Linked DNA regions of Rattus norvegicus: regions 1 and 2 are each linked to region 3. A link is a contact called in public Hi-C data. All regions are on one chromosome and are shown on one strand. Each heading gives the region's core, a stretch centred on a gene start, on an enhancer-like site or on the middle of the called end of the contact. The rest is flanking DNA. Distances are from core to core; before and after follow the strand shown.

What was found. Hi-C and Micro-C count contacts between places; a contact is called where the count stands out from the background.
Region 1: a contact with region 3 is called in a Hi-C map of mammary epithelial cells, with 4 times the contacts expected there. The contact joins the promoter of Rnf122 here to the promoter of Nrg1 in region 3. A contact is called at or near these places in 3 of 12 Hi-C or Micro-C datasets (the A7r5 cell line, Schwann cells and mammary epithelial cells).
Region 2: a Hi-C map of hepatocytes shows a contact between it and region 3, with 2.6 times the contacts expected there. The contact joins the enhancer-like site here to the promoter of Nrg1 in region 3. A contact is called at or near these places in 8 of 12 Hi-C or Micro-C datasets (the A7r5 cell line, Schwann cells, frontal cortex and 5 more).

The regions. Positions count from the first base shown.
Region 1 is chr16:67,728,853-67,732,347 of GRCr8, forward strand. Rnf122 (ring finger protein 122) reads right to left here and starts at 1,627. Exons shown (of 6, transcript NM_001399271.1): 1 at 1,271-1,627. The coding sequence starts at 1,295.
Region 2 is chr16:67,565,114-67,568,660 of GRCr8, forward strand. No RefSeq gene overlaps it. Among named protein-coding and RNA genes, the nearest start is that of Fut10, 95 kb to the right of the region's middle. Within about 2 kb of position 1,473, at least 5 of the 93 cell types and tissues checked have an H3K27ac peak or open chromatin away from gene starts, as enhancers often do. A contact at or near this core is called in hepatocytes, where this site is marked.
Region 3 is chr16:66,811,319-66,814,672 of GRCr8, forward strand. It overlaps Nrg1 (neuregulin 1), which reads left to right and starts at 1,324. Exons shown (of 12, transcript NM_001271129.3): 1 at 1,324-1,820. The coding sequence starts at 1,721.

The DNA of each region.
Region 1 (3,495 bases), core at 377-2,876, 920 kb after region 3:
CTGACACCAGAATGTCTCATCTCAGCTGGCAGGCTGCACGCTGGAATGACGTCAGAGCGGGGCTGGCCAAGACCAGCGGATCTGGGAACTGCTTCTTTCAGCCAAAGGGAATCTTTCCCAGATGCTGGGATACACCGTCAGGCCTCAACCCCCCCATTCCCGCCCCTCCTCTCCATTACCGGCCTATCACACACAGCTTGGTTCATTTTCAGGAAATTAGATCCGACTAGCAAAAGGAGGAAGGAGGGGGGATGGGGGCCACTCATACACATGCGGCCCAAAGCCTGCTTTAAAACAAAAGACTCTTGAAATAATTAGTCCAAGACCTTGCAGAAGTCTACTTAAGAATGAATTTTCCACAAGTAACCAAACTGCCGTGCCAAAAAACCAAAACAACAACAACAAAAAACTATCTGCTTTCCACCTCGCCCAATTCTTCAGGATTCTGGGTACACCTGGGGTAAGGGTGGTTGGGATTAACAACTAAGGCTTACGTGACTGGCTCAGAAAGATCCAACAGGTAGCTTAGACAGGAAATAATCCAGACCCGCTTTCTAACCTGTTAACACCTGAGTTGCCCAAAAGCCTCAGATGAACTAATTTAGCATCATCACGCGGTGGGGTGTGGGAAGCGGCTGGTGGCCGGTGGCTGTGCTTGGAGGTGCCATCACCACCTAGGCTGAAAGCAGACCCTACAGTCTGGCCTCATTGCCAGAAAGCAAAGCCCTTGCCAGGCCAGCCCTGAGCTGGGGGCCCAGCTTTCTGCAAGGCTTTATCTATTCCGTCAAGCGACGCTCTTTAATCCAGCGTCTGGCCCCCAGGAGCCAGTGGAAAGCAACAAAGAGAAAGAAAGTGACCTTGCGCCCTGTCCCGCACGCTGCACTGTATACATACTTAAAATAGCCTGCAAAGTTTCAGAACCGGAACTTGAGCTCCCTCTAGGAGATCCTAGCCGGAGCGCGGATTTAATTCTCCAACCACCACAACAAAGAACAGAGTTTGAGAGCGCACAAAGGCAGGCGAAAGGGTAGAAGAGACGGACCGCCACACAAAGGCCGGGAAGACTCGGCTCACACGCCCCTGGCTTCCCAATCCACTCGCTTCCCAATCCCCCTTTATCCCAACACTGTGAATGGGACCTTTCTAACTAAGCTCTGTGTAGAGCCCCGTAGGGCTCCAGGACATCTTCTGGGCCGTCCCAGACACGGGAAAACTTGGCTCAGGACTAGACTTGCGCGATCCCCGCTCACCTACCGGTCCAGGGACTCACCGTTACACCACTGGAATGGGTGCATCAATGAAGTGAAGGTCGGCTTCTCGGAGCGAACGGAGGCAAGGTTTTGGAATCCGCGGGACTGTGCACGGAGACCGCCGGGATGGAGATGCAACTCCCGGAGGAGTGGAGTCAAGGGCTGCAGAGAGGTCGGTTTGCAAAGCAACAAAGAGGGCAGAGAAGGAAGCAAAGTCTTTCGGAGCGAAGCCCTGCCGAGGGGAATCGCGAAGGGCCCGGGCCGGGAGGGCAGCAGAGAGAGCCGGGATGCCCGGCCGAGAAGGAGCAGCCGGGACACGAAGCCGGGCTTGGGTCCCTCCTCTCCGAGCAGTGCGCGCTGGGATTCCGAAAACTGACACTGTGCGGCTCACACCCCCTCCCAGTGACTGCTCCCTCCCGGGAGCCCGCCCCCTTTTCGTCACCTGCCCTCCGGCCAATGGGATCCTTTCTCCTGCCCCCGAGTATTATTTACAAGCCAGTTTACCCTCAGGACCCGAGAGCTTTTTTGCTGGGTAGACACCTACCCCGCCTTCTAGCCAGACCAGGGGACTCCCTAGTCTACAGAGAAGTGTGAGGGGCCACGCCCGCAGGAGGGTGGAGATCGCCGCCTCCCAGGACCCGGGCGGGGAGGGTTAGGGTGGGGGAAGGACAAGAGGATTAGTGCCACTTTTGTTTTCCGCCTACACATCCGCGCCTGTCTCGAATTTCTATAGCTTTATAGAAGCCTGTCCTGGGGGTTGGTTCCATTGGTCCTTTGCCTTTAGACCTGGTTATGCATGGCGTGGTCCAGACCCACCGCGACAGGAGGGAACTGAGGCCAGAGGGCAAAGCAGAAGAAACCCAAAACTCGGATCTTCAAAGAGCTATTGTTCTCACCTCACTTCAGGACAGAGCCTTCTTTTACAAACAAGAATGTAAGGCCTAAACCTGAAGGCCATCCCTTGCCAGGATTCCAATCTTCTAGGTTGTGATTAAAAGTCAGAAACTGATTTTGTCAGTGCCCGGGGCAGGGGTCTTGCTTCTGTGTTGAAAGAACAGGGGATGAAGAAAGAAAAAAAAAATCTCACTTCTCCGTGTAGCATTAGTTATTTTGCACGACATTGCATAGTTTATTTTATAGGTTTAGTATGTATTTGGTGAGCGGAAAGCTATCTCTACTCAAGAGATCTACCCTCTTCTGCCTTCAGAGTGCTGGGATTAAAGGTTCTGCCACCAAACGCAGCTTGTTTACGTATACTTTTGTTTATCTTTCCACTTAAAAGAAAGAATTATCAAGTGTGTAGAGTATCATTCAAAGTACCCCGGTACAAGGAGCCACAGCCACGTGTGTGAGAAGACCCACAAATAAGCAAGCAAAATGGCCTGCTCTTCCTTTGACAGTATTTATGCCACTATTGATCTGCTGGAACGGAGTTTCTGGCCCCTAAGTAAGCTAATGCATGCGAGTGAATGCTTTGCCATTTCAAAGTACAGTCGTTAAAGTATCAAATATCCCGACCAGCATCTCAGGGCTGCTGGAACAAATGCAGTCTTCATATCTCTGGGGATGGTCAGATAGTCTCCAAATCCAGAAGGCCTTTGGGGACAGCAACTGTGGTGTTTGCACATAAGCTGTACCTCCCTTAACAGCAAGTCGAACCCCCCCTAATATTTGTGTAACTTGACAATATGGAAGGCTCACTGTAGTCCGTCAATTTGGTTGGGTTTGTCATGTACAAATAAAATTTCTGGATTTTTTTTGTTTGTTTGGTTTTGGTTTGACTTTATTTTATTTTATTTTATTTTATTTTATTTTATTTTTTTTGAGACAAGGTTTAGCTATGTAGCCAGGCTAACCTCAAACACAGAGGTTTGACTCCCTCTACCTCCTGAGAGCTGGGATTAAAGGCGGTGACACCACACCACAACCTGGCTGTCTTAATGGGATCACTGCAAAGGGTTTCTAAAGGCCTTCTCCGGATCCTCCTAAGCCCTGCCCCCTTTCAGAGCCCCGCCCCCAATCGCTCAAATGAGAGAAATGTGACATTTACAAACTTGAGCCCAGAGATTTTTTTTTTTTTTTTTTCGGAGCTGGGGACCGAACCCAGGGCCTTGCGCTTCCTAGGCAAGCTCTCTACCACTGAGCTAAATCCCCAACCCCCAGAGATTGTTTTTAAGAAGTGTTCCAGAATACTCAGGCAGGCCTTGAACTCACAGAGATCCACCTACTTCTGATGTGCCTTGTT
Region 2 (3,547 bases), core at 223-2,722, 750 kb after region 3:
TCCATCTGAAATGACCCAATGTGATCATATCCGTTTTCAGGATCCTGTGTTCTCACATGCTTCTTGAAACACAGGGCACTAACAAGGGACTAAATATGTTGTGTGGAGATGAAACAAGGGACTAAATATGTGGTGTGGAGATGGGAATGTCCCTTCTTTGTGATGATACATCTCTCGACGTTGCACAAGAACTCTCTGACAAGGCAAACAAGGGACTGTGTTCATATGTCAGTGAAGATTAAGAAAGAGGAGCCAAGTATAGTCACCCGGTAATCCCAGAATTAAGAAGTGGCAGCAGGTCAGGGCTAGCTCCTGCTACACAGTGAGTTCAAGGTTAGCCCAGGCTACATAAAACAATCTCTCAAAAATGAATGAAGAGAAAGTATGAAGATGCTACATATTTTTCAACATTTATAACATGTATTTGTGTGTGTGTGTGTGTGTGTGTGTGTGTGTGTGTGTGTGTGTGTGTCCGTCCGCATAACAGAGCACAGATATGCCTGTCAGAGGACAGTGTGTAGGAATAAATTCTCTTCTTCCACCATTTGCTGATCGAACTCAGGTCCTCAGACTCCGCAGCAAGTTTCTTTTACCTGCTGAGCCATCTCTCTGGCCCCCTATTCAAAAATGTACCAAGCCAAGTACATTTGGATTTTAATTTTGTAAAGTAACTCATAACTCTCCTTCTGTTTGCAATGAAAAGAGGAGAAAGAAAAATAGATTTTTATCAGTGAATAGCTAACAGATGGAACCAGAAACATTTAGGGGAGAGGACACAGAGACGACTACGGTTGCCATGGTTTCTTCAAAACTCAGTAAACATAGGGACCCAAATGGACAGTGAAATCCCCCATTGGGAAGAGCAGCTTGCTGCTGTTTTCTCTCTTGGATAATTGCCAAAGCAGACTTTGAATGATGGGGGTCCATGCAAGATGACTAGAGTAGCTGTTACTCACCCCCAGCAATTCTCATTTTAGATTGGCCTAGACTATGCTACCCTCCTACATAACCGCTGCAAACAAGCCATGGCTATTTTAAATTAATCAATGATCCCAGTGGGCAGAGCTCAAGAGAGCCCAAGCTTCGCTTCCTTGCAAAGCAGAGCGGGTAAGAGAATATTTCAAATAACTTGTCAATTCTTGCAGACACATGTCCCTGGCCCTTCCCATCACATTCAGGTCATCTACTGTTCAAACCCCAAACTGCCATATAATAGCATATTGTGCTTACACTGTCAGATGTTTCTCCCCCCCCCCCAATATGTTTGTGCCAATGACAGAAAAGAAGACAATGGAGGGTAGTAGGTAGAGCTCCTTTGAGATTTCCCAGTGCAATGAAGACTGTCAAACAAACATTGAACACATGGCTTGGCTGAACTTGCATGTTTCGTCTAGAGGTTCCGATCAAGTTGACACAGACTAAAAAGTCTTTTCCAAGGTCACTTCAGAGGCTGCCAGAGATGAGATCACTGTTTAACAGAGTTCTACAGCAAGGCCCTTCTCGCCACAGCCAGAACGGATTCTAGTCCACATCAGATCACCATGGGTCATTTTCTTTTTGTTTTCCACCTCCTACGAATGGCCCTCCAGCTCACTGTGGGATTGTGCAACCTGGACTGGGGCTGTATGATGATTTTTGTGGATCAAACCACAGTCTGCAGTGAAGGGTGGCAGTGCTGAGGGCAAGCCTCCCATGTCGAGAGCCAGGTATGGTAGTTTGACTCGGTAGCCAGTCTTCAGAAGCCAAAGGCTCACTGAGCACTTCAGAGCATTGAAATTTGACACTGTTGTGAGTCTGTCTCCAAAGCACAAAGTTTGCAACATGGTATTTCCTGTCTGGGGAATTCTTGCAAATGAAGTGTGGGCTTTGTGGGGGGGGGGTCGACAGGAAGCCTTTCTTTCTGGAACTATCTGTATATCAGCTCCACTGAGCAATCTGCCCCAACAGCTTAACACTCTTTCTATCACCCTAGAATGGACTTTTGTAACTCTTTCTCTAGGTTGTCCATACTTGTCTATCCTATGCTGCTAGTCTTCCAGAGTTTGGGAAAATTTGAGAATCTTTTTATAACAGATGGGCCCGGACGTATGATGGCTCAGCTTACAGTATTCTCAACTTCATGATGTTATGAAAGTAATTACACATTTATGGAACTGGACTTCCAATTTTGAATTTTAATCTCTTCCCACACTGGGGTCATGCAATCTGAGACTCTCTAGTGAGGTCTGGTGGCAGCAGCAGGTCAGTCTCCAGTGAGGTTCAGGATCCTGAGGGAAACATCAGCACTTCATAGAGTCCTCTTTGACTGAGATGTAATTCAGCACTCTAGGTGGACAGAAGACATTTTTAACTTACAAATATTATTATGAAAGCACTGTCTAATTCAAGGAACATCTGTTTGGTAAAGTCTATTTGGGAAATTTGTTTTTAAAACTTGGTTAAGAATATGAATTTTGGAAAGAACCAATAGGAGATATAGCGGATATTGATATAGCTGTAGAGGAAGACAGTCATAGAGTTAGACTTAGAGAATTGCACGAGATTTATTGAGGGATTTGACTCATGTGATTATAGTTTTCAAGACGCCCCTCTGCCTATTCTCTACAGCTGGAGAAAGAGGAGGGCTCTGATAAAATTCCTGGTCCAAGAATTATACAAGAACTGAGAAGAGCAGGTTGTCGGGGTGACCGGGGAATTCCAAGCCTGAGTCCAAAGGTCCCCAAACCAAGAACACCAGTGCTTGGAGAGGAGAAAGTTGTGGCTCTGTAAGAGTGGGGTTTGGGACCTTTCTAGGCCTCACTTCGTCATGGAAAATAATAAAATCCCATCTTTTAATATGAGCGTCTATCCTTTTTTATATCAAAACCCTCTTTTATAACTCTTCCCACGATCTAATAACTTTAAGTGACTATTAGCTCTTGGCTATTATTGCTTTACAAAGAGAAAATTGGAAGATAACTCATTTGCTGGTTTAATTGGCCTCAGTCATTTGCTAGCACAGGTAACATTATGTTTCTCTGTGAACCTTAAGTTTCCTCTTTCTTCCCCTGACTCTTTTTCCTTTTTTTTTTAAAAACTCCGGTATTTATTCCTCTTGACAAGGAGCTGGATAATTTCTGACAAGGACTGAGTTTTTTTTGTTGGGATGGGGGGTTGGGTGTAACAGTGGTGAGCCCACGGAAGCAAGCATCCGTCCAGCCTATGTACATGCATAGATGGTGACTGAACGCAGCCCGTAGGATAAAACTTCACCCATTGAAGCTGCTCTCGTTAAGTAAGCACTGACTCATTCAGACATTTCTATACAAATGATTGCTTCTAGACATACCAACTGCAGAGTTGAACACCTTCCCCCTCCCCTTTATTGAAAATAGCTTTATTTTTCCTCACATAATATATCCCGGTTATGGTTTCTCTCCCTCTACTCCTCCTCGTCCCTCCCCTCTTCCTCGCCCATGTGGAGCCATTCCATCTCTAGCTTTCCTTAGAAAACAAGCAGGTTTCAGGGCTGAGTCTGTGGTTCAGTGGGAAGAGCACTTGCCTAGCC
Region 3 (3,354 bases), core at 74-2,573:
CCTTCCCACCCATGTGTGAAAGGTGTACTCTGGATTTCACCTTTCTTTAGATCATGGCAGCCAGAGAACACAGAGAAAGCTGTAGACAGCAATGGGTCTGTTAGTGTTAACTCCAGGAAGTCAAAAGGAAGGAGCCAAATCACCCTGAAAGTGGGATAGCTGTAGAGTATTGATCGTTGGTGTGAGCTGTTTCTCAACCACAACTCTATACCACTGTAAATGAGCAGGCTAAGTTGGCCACAAGTGTGTGTGTTGATGACAGTGTCTCTACACGGAGACCAATGTGAATCACTTCTTGGTGCGGACTACTCTGGCCTCTGACTCCTCCTCAGAGTTCTCTACCTGGATACAGGAAAACTAGAATTCACTAGCAGTTCTCAGAAAGTCTAATAGGGGTGTGTGTGTGTGTGTGTGTGGCATTAATGAACTAAAGATCTGGACTACACAGTTCATTGTTCTACGGTCCCAACTCACTCCCTCACTCGAGGATCTGACCCTACCGACACACCTTAGACTCGTTACTGTCGATGGTGAATTATGGCTCATTAGTTCTTTTGGAAATTAAGTTGTAGAAAGAGATATCTGTGCTTAGGAAGAAGCTAGAGTGAGTATTTAAAATGGAGATGGGAAATCCAATAGTCATGCTATTAGGCACAGGAAGGCAGACACGTGCTCAAGTGGCTGATGGTACATCAGTGCAAACTGTTCATGCTTGAAGTTCACAGAACCCTTCCTCAGTACCTCAAACTCCGTTCCACCCCAGACTGCACCTTCGCCCTTAGTGCCAGAGAGAAACTTCCCTAAAACAGAGAGAAATGAACTCTGAACCCTTCTGGGAAATAGCAATTGTTCCTCCCCCTCCCTGGGATTCCAGGTCTCCAGAGCAATCATTGTGGAGCAGGTGCTACAGTTACAAACTTTTCTCCATCTTCCACCCTTCACTTCCCCTACCACGCACTTTTCAAGGCTTGGATCAGCTCAGCAGCCTGCCAGGGACTGCTAGCACCAGCGTCCCTTCCAGGGCTCTCCAGACTGCTCCGTTCGGTCTGGCGGCGGCTGTGGCAGTGTCAGCGCAGCTTCCAGCGACCCCTGTCGGGAGTTCCCGGCAGCCGCTGGGCTCGGCCGCCCCCAGCTTGGCCGGGCTGCCAGAAGAAAGGGGCTGAGCCGCGATCGCCCAGCTCAGGCTCCTCCCGGTGGCGTGTCTGCGCCTCGGGGTGGGGGTGTGGTGGGGAAGAGGGAGGGGGCGAGGCGAGGGGAGGGTGCGAAGGAGGCGCCTGCGTCCAACCTGCGGGCAATTGAAAAAGAGCCGGCTAGGACTTCCCCAAAACTTGTGGGAACTCCGGACCGCGCGGGCAGCAGGAGCCGAGCGCAGCGCAGCGGCCGCAGCTGCCGGGAGATGCGAGCGCAGACCGGATTGTGATCACCTTTCCCTCTTCGGGCTGTAAGAGAGCGAGACAAGCCACCGAAGCGAGGCCACTCCAGAGCCGGCAGCGGAGGGACCCGGGACACTAGAGCAGCTCCGAGCCACTCCAGACTGAGCGGACGCTCCAGGTGATCGAGTCCACGCTGCTTCCTGCAGGCGACAGGCGACGCCTCCCGAGCAGCCCGGCCACTGGCTCTTCCCCTCCTGGGACAAACTTTTCTGCAAGCCCTTGGACCAAACTTGTCGCGCGTCACCGTCACCCAACCGGGTCCGCGTAGAGCGCTCATCTTCGGCGAGATGTCTGAGCGCAAAGAAGGCAGAGGCAAGGGGAAGGGCAAGAAGAAGGACCGGGGATCCCGCGGGAAGCCCGGGCCCGCCGAGGGCGACCCGAGCCCAGGTGAGTGCCAGCCGCTCCGCTGCTCCCAGGCGGGCACCTACTCTGGTCCCGTGCGTCCCTGCTCAGCTCTCTTGGCGCCTGACCCGGTCCCCGAGCTGCGGTGCGGGGGCTGCCTCCACCTGGTGCCCGTGCGCTTCCCGCACCCCGAGCCTGCTGGTCATCCCTCCGGGGCCCTTGGGGTCGGCTGTGCGCCGCGCTCCCGGGCTCTGCCCTCGGTCCCCGCGTCAATCGCGGAGCCCAGCCCGGGAGTGGGGCTCCGATTGCGGGATCCCTACGGGCTGCGCGTGCCCTGCGGCCCGAGGACTTTGAGCGGGCCGGGTCTGCCCTCTAGCGAGAGAAGCGGGAACCGGCTCTGGGTTCGAGAGCCTGCGCCCCTCCGCCTGGGCCCGGGCTGCGCGGAGGGTGGTCGGGGAAAGGGTGGTGTGGGCGCCCGGGCGTCCGCGAGGTGGGCGGAGGGAAGCGGTTGGACAGCCGCTGTGCGAGCCTAGGATCGCTCTGATTGCGTGCGGCGATAGAGAAAGCCAGAGCGGCTGAGAGGGATTCCTAAAGGTCAGCGAAGCACGCAGAACCTGACCCGGTGCCAAGATTCAGGTCCGCTCTGAATAAATTTGGCTTCAGCTGTTGAAGTTTTCAGGGTTGCCCTGATAAAAGATGGCTAGTTTAGTTTCCCAAGAGACGTCAGAAAGGAACAATTTACCCCAGGTTTTGAACCCCATTGCTTACCGATTATATATGGAATGAAAAAGGGGTGGGGGGAGTTAAGGTTTTTTTGTTACCAGATCTTTTTAATCCACCGTCGGAGCGCAATCTAAAGGCCACTGCCACCCTAGATATCTCAAGGGAAGGCTATTACATTGACTTGGTCAGAAGAGGTATAAAAGGTCGCCTGTGACCAAAACTTGTCAGAGTTATTAAATAGATGCTTAAGGGGTGGCGCCTGAGAGGGTCTTTACCGTCCCTCTGCAGTCCCCTACAGTGGATCTGGATGCCTTGTGACTCTTAGAGCATCCCCAACACACATTGTGAAGTACTTCAGGGAAATTAACAACACTTGTGCAGTCTGTGCCTAAAGGAGATAAGCAGAAATATCTGCTCCGTGCAGGAAGAAAACAAACCACATTTTCTTAGTGCGCTCCTTGGATTCGCTCAGCATTTCAGAACCTGGGTTGTTGGCAGGGACCCTAAGTAAGGTTTAGAACAAAACAGAAACCGAACAGAGAGTAATTGTTTAGCCACTGGCCCGCTTAAAAGGCGCTGCTGATCTGTTTCACCTTAATTACCCCGCGTGAGCCTTCCTGAAGGTAGACGGATGTTTTCCCAATATTTACTGTATATTTTGGAGATTAACTGCAACATTGTACTCAACAAAGTACGGAACAACAGGGATCTGGGTTAATGTCATCATAGTATGTTAAAGAGACCCAGAATCGTAAAGGTATAAAGAACTTTCTGTTTCACTTGTCACCACTTGTGGCTTTTATCAATGGTTTGCATGGGCTGGTTAGACCGGTGGTTCTCAACCTGTGGGTCGCAA